Linked DNA regions of Ovis aries: region 2 is linked to region 1. A link is a contact called in public Hi-C data. All regions are on one chromosome and are shown on one strand. The core of a region is the stretch at or near the end of the contact, and the rest is flanking DNA. Distances in the headings are between cores, read along the strand shown.

Evidence for each region. A called contact is a pair of places that touch in the nucleus more often than the background predicts.
Region 2: a Hi-C map of liver shows a contact between it and region 1, with 3 times the contacts expected there. The contact joins the promoter of RNGTT here to the promoter of UBE2J1 in region 1. A contact is called at or near these places in 10 of 16 Hi-C or Micro-C datasets (blood, hypothalamus, liver and 5 more).

Annotation. Positions count from the first base shown.
Region 1 is chr8:48,178,268-48,183,431 of ARS-UI_Ramb_v3.0, forward strand. It overlaps UBE2J1 (ubiquitin conjugating enzyme E2 J1), which reads left to right and starts at 1,439. Exons shown (of 9, transcript XM_060419572.1): 1 at 1,439-1,574; 2 at 2,221-2,549.
Region 2 is chr8:48,473,448-48,478,348 of ARS-UI_Ramb_v3.0, forward strand. It overlaps RNGTT (RNA guanylyltransferase and 5'-phosphatase), which reads left to right and starts at 1,334. Exons shown (of 16, transcript XM_027972440.3): 1 at 1,334-1,574. The coding sequence starts at 1,511.

The DNA.
Region 1 (5,164 bases), core at 189-2,688:
ATAAAGGTTGTTTCGAAGATTTGTTAGTACCTCCTCCATCAACTTTCTCAGACACTGGTGGCTCAGGCCATAAAGAATCCACCTGCAATGCGGAAGACCTGGATTCGATCCCTGGGTTGGGAAGATTCCCCTGCAGGAGGGTATAGCAACCCTCTCCGGTATTCTCGCCTGGCAAATCCCCTTGGACAGAGGAGCCTGGTGGGCTACAGTCCAGGGGTTGCAAAGAGTCCATGGGGTCGAAAGAAGACACAACTGAGCGACTAAGCACAGCACAGCAAAAAAAATGTTTTAAAAAACGTGAATTTCCCTTCAGTTCAGTTCAGTCACTCAGTCGTGTCCGACTCTTTGCGGCCCCTTAGGAAACGATAAATTATACTCTATTTTCAGAGATTTTCTTGTGCCTGCTCTTTCTCAAAAATATTCAGCTCAAGATAATCCTTATGCCAAAGAGGTATATTTTGGGGTGGCATATTGTTACCTTTCAAAAAGAAAGTTTTCTATTTTTATATAACAAAATAAAATTTGCCCAGCCTGGTTAACCCTCTTCATTCCACATAGAATTCTCTCCTTCCCTCTTCATCCTCTCCGTCGTCCCAATCCCCCCTCTTTTCCTAAATCCTTGTCCCTTTTTACGTCTTTTTCGTGACGTCAGTTTCTACAATGAAGCCCGAAATGTGTTCTTTGAGGGGATACCTTTCATATATGTATGCTTCCGAACCCGATTCAATTCTTTTTAAAAAATCTCCCCAAATGCTTAACTAACTGCCTTGCACCCAAGCATATTTGTCTGGGGGAAAAAAAAATGTTATAAAAACCCTTCTCATTCTCTTATCACTGGATTTCTCCTTTCCTGCTTAACTGTTTCCACCTCAAACAGCTACCGATCTGAAAACAAAGCACTTGGCGTAGCCGGCCCACACGGGCGACGGGCTGGGGTGGCTCTGAACTGGTCTCGAGGACCTGGGCCCAGATCCACCCGCAGCGAGGGCGGTCGGGGCGTTTCGGGCCGCGCCTTTCCGCGGGAAGTCCCGCAAGCGCCTGGGGAGCCCGGGTGGGCCCGGGCAAGGCTAAGACCTGAGCGCCGTCCGCTCCTGCAGATCCGGGAGTGCGCTTCGCGGGACCGGGGAGGTGACCAGCGGCCGAGCCGCGCCCCCGCCACGAAGCGACTGCCACGTCAGGACAACTTCACAAAACCTGGGCGAGGGCGGGTGACGCAGGCCGGGCGGCCGTGGCGGCTTTGGGCCCGCGGCCAGACGAGGAGGCTGACCTCCAGCCCAGCCCCGGCTTCAGCGACACCCCGGCCGGCGCCGGCGCCTGCCCGGCCCTCTGGGAGGCGGGGGAGCAGCGCAGGAGGCGGCGCCACCGCGGAGCCCGCGCCCTCCCGCCCCGCCCGCAGTCCCGGCCTGGGCGGGGCGGCCACCGCGGAGGCTCCTCGGCCAGACCCGGTCGGCCCGAACCGAGTTGAGACGCGGGAGTCGGCGGCGCGGAGAGGCGGCGACGGCGGCGGCGGGCCGGGAGGCTGGAGCCGGGCCAGCCCCCCGCCATGGAGACCCGCTACAACCTGAAGAGTCCGGGTGAGCGGGGCTGTGGGCAGGGGGCGGTGCCGCACGGTGAGCGCGATGGGGGAGTGACCCCGGACCCCGGGGACCCGCGCCGCGGTCCCCTCGCGTCGGCCGCCACTCGCCGCTCCGCTCCCGGTTCCGCGCTCTACGCCAGCCCGCCGCCTGCCGGGCTGGTGCAGGCCGCGGAGCCGGGCGGGCCGGCAGGCACAAAACCTGGGGTCTCCCTTCCGCACCCCGACTGCCCTTCCCTCATTTTCGCCACGTAGAACTGGGTTATCAGCTCGTCCCCGAGAACAGGTGTAATGGTGACGGCCGTGAGTAATAGAAATAGAGATCAACCCCTTGCCCTACCTGCGCCTTGAACACGGTCGTTAGCTCTTCTCCGTCGCCGCCACCGGACTTTTATTAGCTGTTTGACTCACTCTCATTTGAGGATTTCGTTTAAACGTCCTGTTTGCAGCCTTTGGGGCAAATAGAATTACAGACATAAAGGAAATGTTCCGGACTAAAGCGGTTAACCAAAAAGCTAAGAAAACTAGTTGAGCCATGTACTTTAGAACTAACCAAGATTTTAGCCATACTGGTATGATGTATGTATGTCTCTGTTCAGGCATAGAAACTTCTCTTCCTGTCTTTAATACCCCTGCTTCATTCACAGAAGCAGCCAAACAATCCTAGCCTCAAATACTTTTCTGGTGTATAATAAAGAAGCGGGCTTCCCTGATGGCTCAGCGATAAAGAATCCGCCTGCCAGTGCAGGAGACGCGGGTTGCATTCTGGTCCGGAAGATCCCCTGGAGGAGGAAATGGCAACCCACTCCAGTGTTCTTGCCTGGAGAATCCCGTGGACAGAGGAGCCTGGCGGGCTACAGTCCAAGGGGTCGCGAAAGAGTCAGAAACGACTTAGTGACTAAACAACAAAATTAAGAAGCACGAAAAGGAAGCAGCTCTCAGATTAAGACAGGCTTCAAACAAACCTTTGGATTCTGTAAGTGGTATTGGATTTGTACCTTGATAAATTTGTTCAGAGGGAGAAACTCCACACTTCAGGTCTAAATAATCCTAATAAAGGATTTTAGTGATGGTTTGGCCAACCTTTATTGGTTCTTTTTTTTGTTTTTCCTTCCGAAGAAGCGACTTCTCAGTAAGAATCAGCAAGATTAACATGCTCATGGAGAGAGTTGATACTGTGAATCTTGGATTTTTTTTTAATGACTTAAAAACATAACAAAAACTGAAGAAAAGCCTGAGGATACTGATTGAACAGAGCTTTGTTAACTTGAGTTCTGTCAGGCTAAGAAACGTTCTCCGGTAACCAAGAATCAGTCATAACGTTTGGGGGAGCCATAGACTTAAAAAAAAAAAAAATCCGCGGAAGGGTCTGGACTCTCCAAGAAATACGTTTATAGGATTCAATTTCAGTGGATTCACCACCCCTGCCATCCTCAACCCATCTCCTAAGCCAGGGGGAATAAAGGGAGATGAAAGAGAACGAGGGAAAGAAAAGCTTAATTTTAAGATTAGATGGTGGAATGCTTAGAATGTGAAAATTGTGCTAGATTTTAATAAAAATATGTGGGGAAAATGTAGGGTGACTGTTCGGTCACATGGTACCAAGTTCCTTGAGACAGCCGAGGTATTTAGTGGAATGTCCAGAGAATAATGAAAATGAGTAATAGTGCAGTTTGGAATGGAGTGTTGGTGGGTCCCAAGAGAGTGTTGTCAGAGGACTTTGCTGAATTTTGATAGGTTATTGTACCCGAGACTGTGATAAGCTTTTAAAATTCTTAAGAATTCTTTTCTGTTTCTACACTGTATGACTTACTGTAAGGTAGGTACTGGTTGAGCTTTCTTTGGTAGACATGCTTCTAGCTGTATAATAAATTGCTTCGTCTTTTCGGTTTCATTTCCTCAGAGGTAGTGCTATTGTTCTAAAGAAGAGTTTTTTTAAACTTTTGGTTTAATTCTACAGATCATTTGGTGTTCACAGAAAAAGTGAATTAGCCGAAATATGGAACTTATTGAAAGTGCGGAAAGCATAGTGAAAATGTTTTCTTTTTTTGAAAATGTTTTTTTTGTTTTTTTTCTGTCTTGTAATACTTTTTAAGGTAATGAATGCATGAAAGGAAGTGGTTAAAAACGCTGCACAATGTAAGAGCTATAACCCTTTTTCTATCTGACGTGGAATTGTCTTAGAGATATGGATGGGACAATTAAGACAATACAAATAACTGGTTAAAGGCCAGTTTGTTAGCATATGGATAGTAAATTTGTTCATTTTATAGATGGAACAATGTATTTTTAATGATTTTTCTAGAATGGACCTGTGATAATGGGCAGAACTCTATGTGAGGTTACCTCTTAAGCCTCTGACTACCCTGTCAGTAGTTGCTTCTGGATCAGGCACCCTGCTCTCTTTTTTGGGTCTCTTCTGGTCTAAGTATCAGGGTCTCAGAGTACAAAGTAAGGGGACATAAAGTATAAAGAACTTCCTGTGGCAAGATTTCTTCAGAAGGGCCCTATCTGCTCGTTCAGCAGATGGTTGGCATATAAGAAATTGGTGCAAAGGCACCCATTACCTCCATCAGAAATATAGGAGTTACTCTATCCATGGGCTTCCCTGGTGACTCAGTGGTAAAGAACCTGCCTGCAGTGCAGGAGCCACAGGAGACATGGGTTCAGTCCCTAGGTCAGGAAGATCCCCTGGAGGAGGGCATGGCAACCCACTCAAATATTCTTGCTTGGAGAATCTCGTGGACAGAGGAGCCTGGCGGGTTACAGTCCATGGAATTGCAAAGAGTAGGATACGACTGAAGTGACCGAGCACACACTTACTCTGTCCATACCCAGGATATCTACTGCCCCTTCACGCTAATCATTCTCAAGTTTTCATGTCCGATTTAAACCCTTCTGCTAGGCTATAGATACACAGAACTTACTGGTGATTTAACATCTTTACCTAGATTTCCCACAAACTACCCCCTGCCAAAAATCTCTACAAAGTGTAAAAACCAGATCTCAGGAATTGACAGCCCCCAGGAACCCATGGGAGTCATCTTTGAGATCTTGGTCTACTTTTTTATTCCACTCCCTACCCTGAAACACACACAAATACATGCATTTCCATGCGGGCACCAGTGAACAAAGTCACATATATCTAATCAGTTACTGTCCATCATCACCAGATCAGTTGAAACAAAATAAAAACTGATTAGGTCAGTCCTCAAATTGGCAAAATTTTAATAGCTTCCTGGTGAAAGTGAAAGTTGCTCAGTTGTTTCCAACTCTGTAACCCCATGGACTCTATAGTCCATGGAATTCTCCATGGCAGAATACTGGAGTGGGTAGCCATTCCCTTCAGGGGATCTTCCCAACCCAGGGATTGAACCCAGGTCTCCTGCATTACAGGCGAATTCTTTACCAGCTGAGCCACCAGGGAAGCCCCCTCAAATTGACAAAATTTTAATAGCTTCCTTGTAGCTATGGATAAAGTTCAAAGTAGACTTCCCTGGTAGCTCAGCTGGTAAAGAATCTGCTTGCAATGCAGGAGACCCCTGTTCTATTCCTGAGTCAGGAAGTTTCCCTGGAGAAGGGATAGGCAAC
Region 2 (4,901 bases), core at 84-2,583, 300 kb after region 1:
AATCATCCTGAAACCAACCCCCTCTCCCCAGCCTGGTTCGTGGAAAAACTGTCTCTCATGAAATTGGTCAAAAAGGTTGAGGACCAGTGCTTTAACACGCATTCCCTGCCCTGTCCCAAACCGCATTCTCTTGCAGTTCAAATACAGCACTGATATTTAAAACCAACCTGTTAACACTATAATTAACTTGCCGGCATCCAGCTTTATATTTAATACTTTAACTAAATTAGTCTGGTAGCCATAGAAAGTCTTATTACAGGACAGTTTATAAAATGAGCTCCCAATCGCCTGGAATTGGAAGATGCTTCCAATTTGGTAAGCCAAATTGAGAACACTGCCGCGTAGCGGTACTCCACTGAGCAATTCCTGCCTTTGCTAATTACACACATTAGTTGGTAACTTTCAGACTCCCAAATACACTATAAAACTGCTCCAGAAATGTAGAAACAAAACTCATAAAGCACGGTTTGGGGTTAATTTCAGATGCTTCATGGATCCCTAGAAACACATCCCCAAAGAGAAATCCCTCATTTCTGGTGCTCCAATCTCTCGCCCTTAGATTTTCTCTAAAGCTTGTTCCGCTAATCCAAGTCAGGAAGAACTTTTCAAATTCCCAATCAAATCCAGATCCTGCCGAAACGCCAAACTTGGCCGAAAAATGGGCGATCAGACTCTTGGGGTATGAAGGCAGCGGGAAAGCCCCTTTCGTCAGTAAAACAGATAGATGCCTTAACGAAATCTGCGGACCACTCTACGCCTGGAAAGAGGCTTGGTTTCATTCTCCAGGGTTTCCATCGGCTGTCGAGACAGAAATGTAAAGAACGGTAGTTCTGCGGTATCTCGTACTATGGCAGCAGCTGCTGCTGCTGCTAAGTCACTTCAGTCGTGTCCGACTCTGTGCGACCCCATAGACGGCAGCCCACCAGGCTCCTCCGTCCCTGGGATTCTCCAGGCAAGAACACTGGAGTGGGTTGCCATTTCCTTCTCCAATGCATGAAAGGGAAAAGTGAAAGTGAAGTCGCTCGGTCGTGTCTGACTCTTAGCGACCCCATGGACTGCAGCCTACCAGGCTCCTCCGTCCATGAGATTTTCCAGGCAAGAGTATCGGAGCAGGGTGCCTTCTCCCACTATAGCAGCCGAGCCTGTGCAAAGCCGCCCACAGAGCCCTCCGAGATCTGGGCGGGGCGGGGCGAGGGAAGACCCGCCCCTTCCATTCGCCTTGGCCTTAACTCCTTCCCATCCCTCCGCCAGCTTCTCTTTTTCACCTCTGACCTCGGAAAGAAGTGGGTGGGGCCTTTGGGGGCGGAAGTGGCGGTGCATTGTGGGCTCGTCTAGAGTTGAGCCTGAATGGAAGTGGCGCGCCGCCGCTGACATTACCGCGTCCGAGCGGCTAGGGTTCGGACGCCGTCCGGGATTCGGGTACCTCAGACCTCCGGTTCAGAGCGGACCGCGAGGAGGCGGCCGCTAGGCCGAGCGTTGGTGGAGGGGCGACTGTGCGCGGCCCCAAGACATGGCTCACAACAAGATCCCGCCGCGGTGGCTAAACTGTCCGCGGCGCGGCCAGCCGGTGGCAGGTAACCGGGACTGGGGTGTTCGAGTCCCCGCGCACGGGCGGGTCCGGGGGTGGGCTGAGGAGGTGCAGCTTTCGGTAGTGGTGTTTCAGGACCGAGATGCGCTTGGTCCGATGAAGCTTCGTGGATGAATATTTGGGAACCTGGACTGGAGGGAATAGGGGCACTTGTCATTCTTCAGTAAGGCTAAATGTTGCGAACAGGAAGGTAGATAGGCGGTTTCTGTGTGGCAGGAACTGAGGACACAAGAACTCGAGGGGCAGTACTTTGAAGCTTAGTCAAGAGTTTTGTAAACCTTTCAGGGTTCTCGGAAGGGTGTGGGTCTTGAGATGAAGGAGGGCTTAAGAGGAGGAAGGGCAGTTCCCAGTGGTGAAATTGATCCACACCGAGACTGGAGGTTTTTGTTTTGCTTAGTTTTAAAAAATCTTGTCTTTGTTTTTTTAAGAATGACTTTTGAGGACTTTTTCATCTTTGAGTTTGACCCAACAGACTTTAAATTTAAAGTGTACAGTTGGATAAATTTTGACTCCCGCATACCCCCTATGAAACACAAGAATGAAACACAGGATAGTGAACATAATCATCACCTCTTCAGGTTTCCTCCAGCCCTTGATAATCCCTCTCTCTGCAGGCAACCGGTGATCTGCTCTCTGTCACTATAGATTTAGTTTGCGTTTTGTATAATTTTTAAAATAAATGGAAACATACTCTCTTTCGGGGACTATCTCTGGCATCTTTCACTCAGCATTATTATTTTGAGATTTATATGTGTGCTTGTGTGTGTCATTAACTCATCCCTTATTACTGCCAAGTAGTAGTCTATTGTTACAGCTACACCAGTTTAAATTAGATTTGTTTATTCATTCATTCATTGATGGTCCTTTGGGTTTTCAGTTTCTGGCTGTTGCATACTAACTTACTATGAACATTCCTGTGCAGTTCTTTGTATGGGCATATGTTTTCTTTTCCCCTGTGTAAATCTTTAGGAGAGGGATGGATCATACAGTAGGTGTACATTTAACCTTTCAAAAAACTGCCAAACTCTTTTCAAAGTCCTAACATTTTGCATTCCTGCCTATCTGTATGAGGATTCTTCTTTGCTCCATATCCTAACACTTAATTTGGTCAGTCTTTTTAATATTACCCATTCTTTACCAACTGAGCTCTTAGGGTAGCCCCAATAGGGGCTTAGTACTGTCTTATTGTGGTTTGATGTTGAGCATCTTTTCATGTGCTTCTTGGCAGTTCACATATCTTCTTTTGCAAAATGTCCAAATCTTTTGCTGATTTTAAAAATATTTATTTTTATTTATTTGGCTGTGCAGGGTCTTAGTTGTAGCACTTGGGATCTACGATCTTTGTGTGACACTGGAGATCATAAGATGGGGCATGTGGAATCTTTAGCTGTGGTATGCAAACTCTTAGTTGCAGAATGTAGGATTTAGTTCCCTGGCTAGGGATCCAACCTAGGACCCCTGCATTGGGAACTTTGAGTCTAAGCCACTGGGTCACCAGGGAAGTTCGTTTGCTAATTTTTAAAATTGGGTTGTTTTATTTGTGAGTTGTTATTGTTCTTTATATGTTGTAAATACAAGTCCTTTTTTGTTGTTCAGTTGCTAAGTCATGTCCAACTCTTAGCAACCCCTTGAACTGCAGCACGCCAGGCTTCCCTGTCCTTCATTATCTCCTGGAGTTTGCTCAAACTCACATCCACTGAGTCAGTGATACCATCCAACCATCTCATCCTCTGTTAGCCCTTCTCCTCTTGCTCTCAGTCTTTCCCAGCATCAGGGTCTTTTCCAGTGAGTTGGCTCCTTGCATCAGATGGCCAAAGTATTGGAACTTCATATGCTTTTCAAGTCTTTTCTCCAGTTTGTGGCTTGCCTTTTCATTCTCTTAACACTTTCTTTTGAAGAATTAAAGTTTTAAATTTTAACTAACTTCAACCTAATGCTTTTTCTAGAAGATGTTTTGAAACAAAATTAAAGGATATTGTAGTGAACTATGCATGCTTGCTAATTATATACACATCTTTAGTATGTCTGCCTAGTTATTTTAAATTGTTGAAAGAGAAGATTCCGTAGTCATTTTTTAATTCATGTTTTCTGATTCTTCTGGTTTGTCAGCTTTTCTTCACATTTTGTATTAAATCTTCAGTCAGTAAAACCATATAAATAAGTCTTATTGAAAGATAATCTAAATAAGTCTTAGGGTGAGGTAATGTTTTTCCTTAACAAAAATGAAATAATTTTATGTTCTAACCATTTTTATAGGCATTTTCACTTGTAGTTGATAGTCATTGTACTTTCTTTAGATGAATTGATTACAGTTCTTTACATTTTTCTTTATAGGTCTTACTCTTCAGACATTTTGACTTTTTTCCCTTGTTATCTCTAACTTATACATTTCCCCCTCTATAGAGTTATGAAGAAACCTCTGAACTTAGATGTCTGACTTCTTTTTTAACTTGGCGCATGTTTCCTGGATGCTTTATTATTAGAGTTACCTGCTACATTTATTTGTGAGAAAAACAAAATCATAAAGAAGATCTTGTCAAAAGAGAATTATTTTTTATTTGGAATTAGAAAAACAGCTTAAAAGTCAGAATTTTAATGTATTCTGCTCATGGCGATGACAAATATCAGGATACTGACTTCATGGTAGATAAAGGGACACATGTATGTACGGACTGGGGGTGGACAGCAGCCGGTGAAGTGCTAAGCCCCAGACAGCTTTATACCACTCTAAGAAACAGAGTTGTGTGCTTTTCTTTTCTTTTTCCCTCTCCAGGAGATAAGGGTCAGAAATAAAAAAGTTTTCCTTGTTATTGTATTGGAGTATTTTGACCCCCAAAAGCTAGACTTTTAATTATTGTGCTCCCTGAGTCACTAAACTCACCTCATTTGAGCAGTTGTGGGCCCTGGACAGAACCCCAGGCCTCCTGACAACCAGCTGGATCTTTACTGGTAATCAGGTGTGCTTTGGCTTGTGACCCTTGTTAAAAAGTAAGGAAGACAACATAAAATTCTTGATAAATCTCTCTGAATTTACCTTAAAATTCTGTGTCCTAGAAGTGTTCATGACACATTGTGTATTTTAGATAACGCAAGGTTGGCAGTGTTTTATAGCAGTAGAACAAGAAATGCTAGCTATATTATTGCAAGCTTTAGAGAAAAATAAGGAATCATTCATATTCTCAATTTCTACCTCCTGTTTTCTTTCTCTTATTTTTTTTGTCATTAGAAAAGGAATTCATGCTTGTTGTATAATTTCTTTGATATTTTGCACATTTAGGAAAATATGTTATGACCGCTAAATTTTCTCATTGTA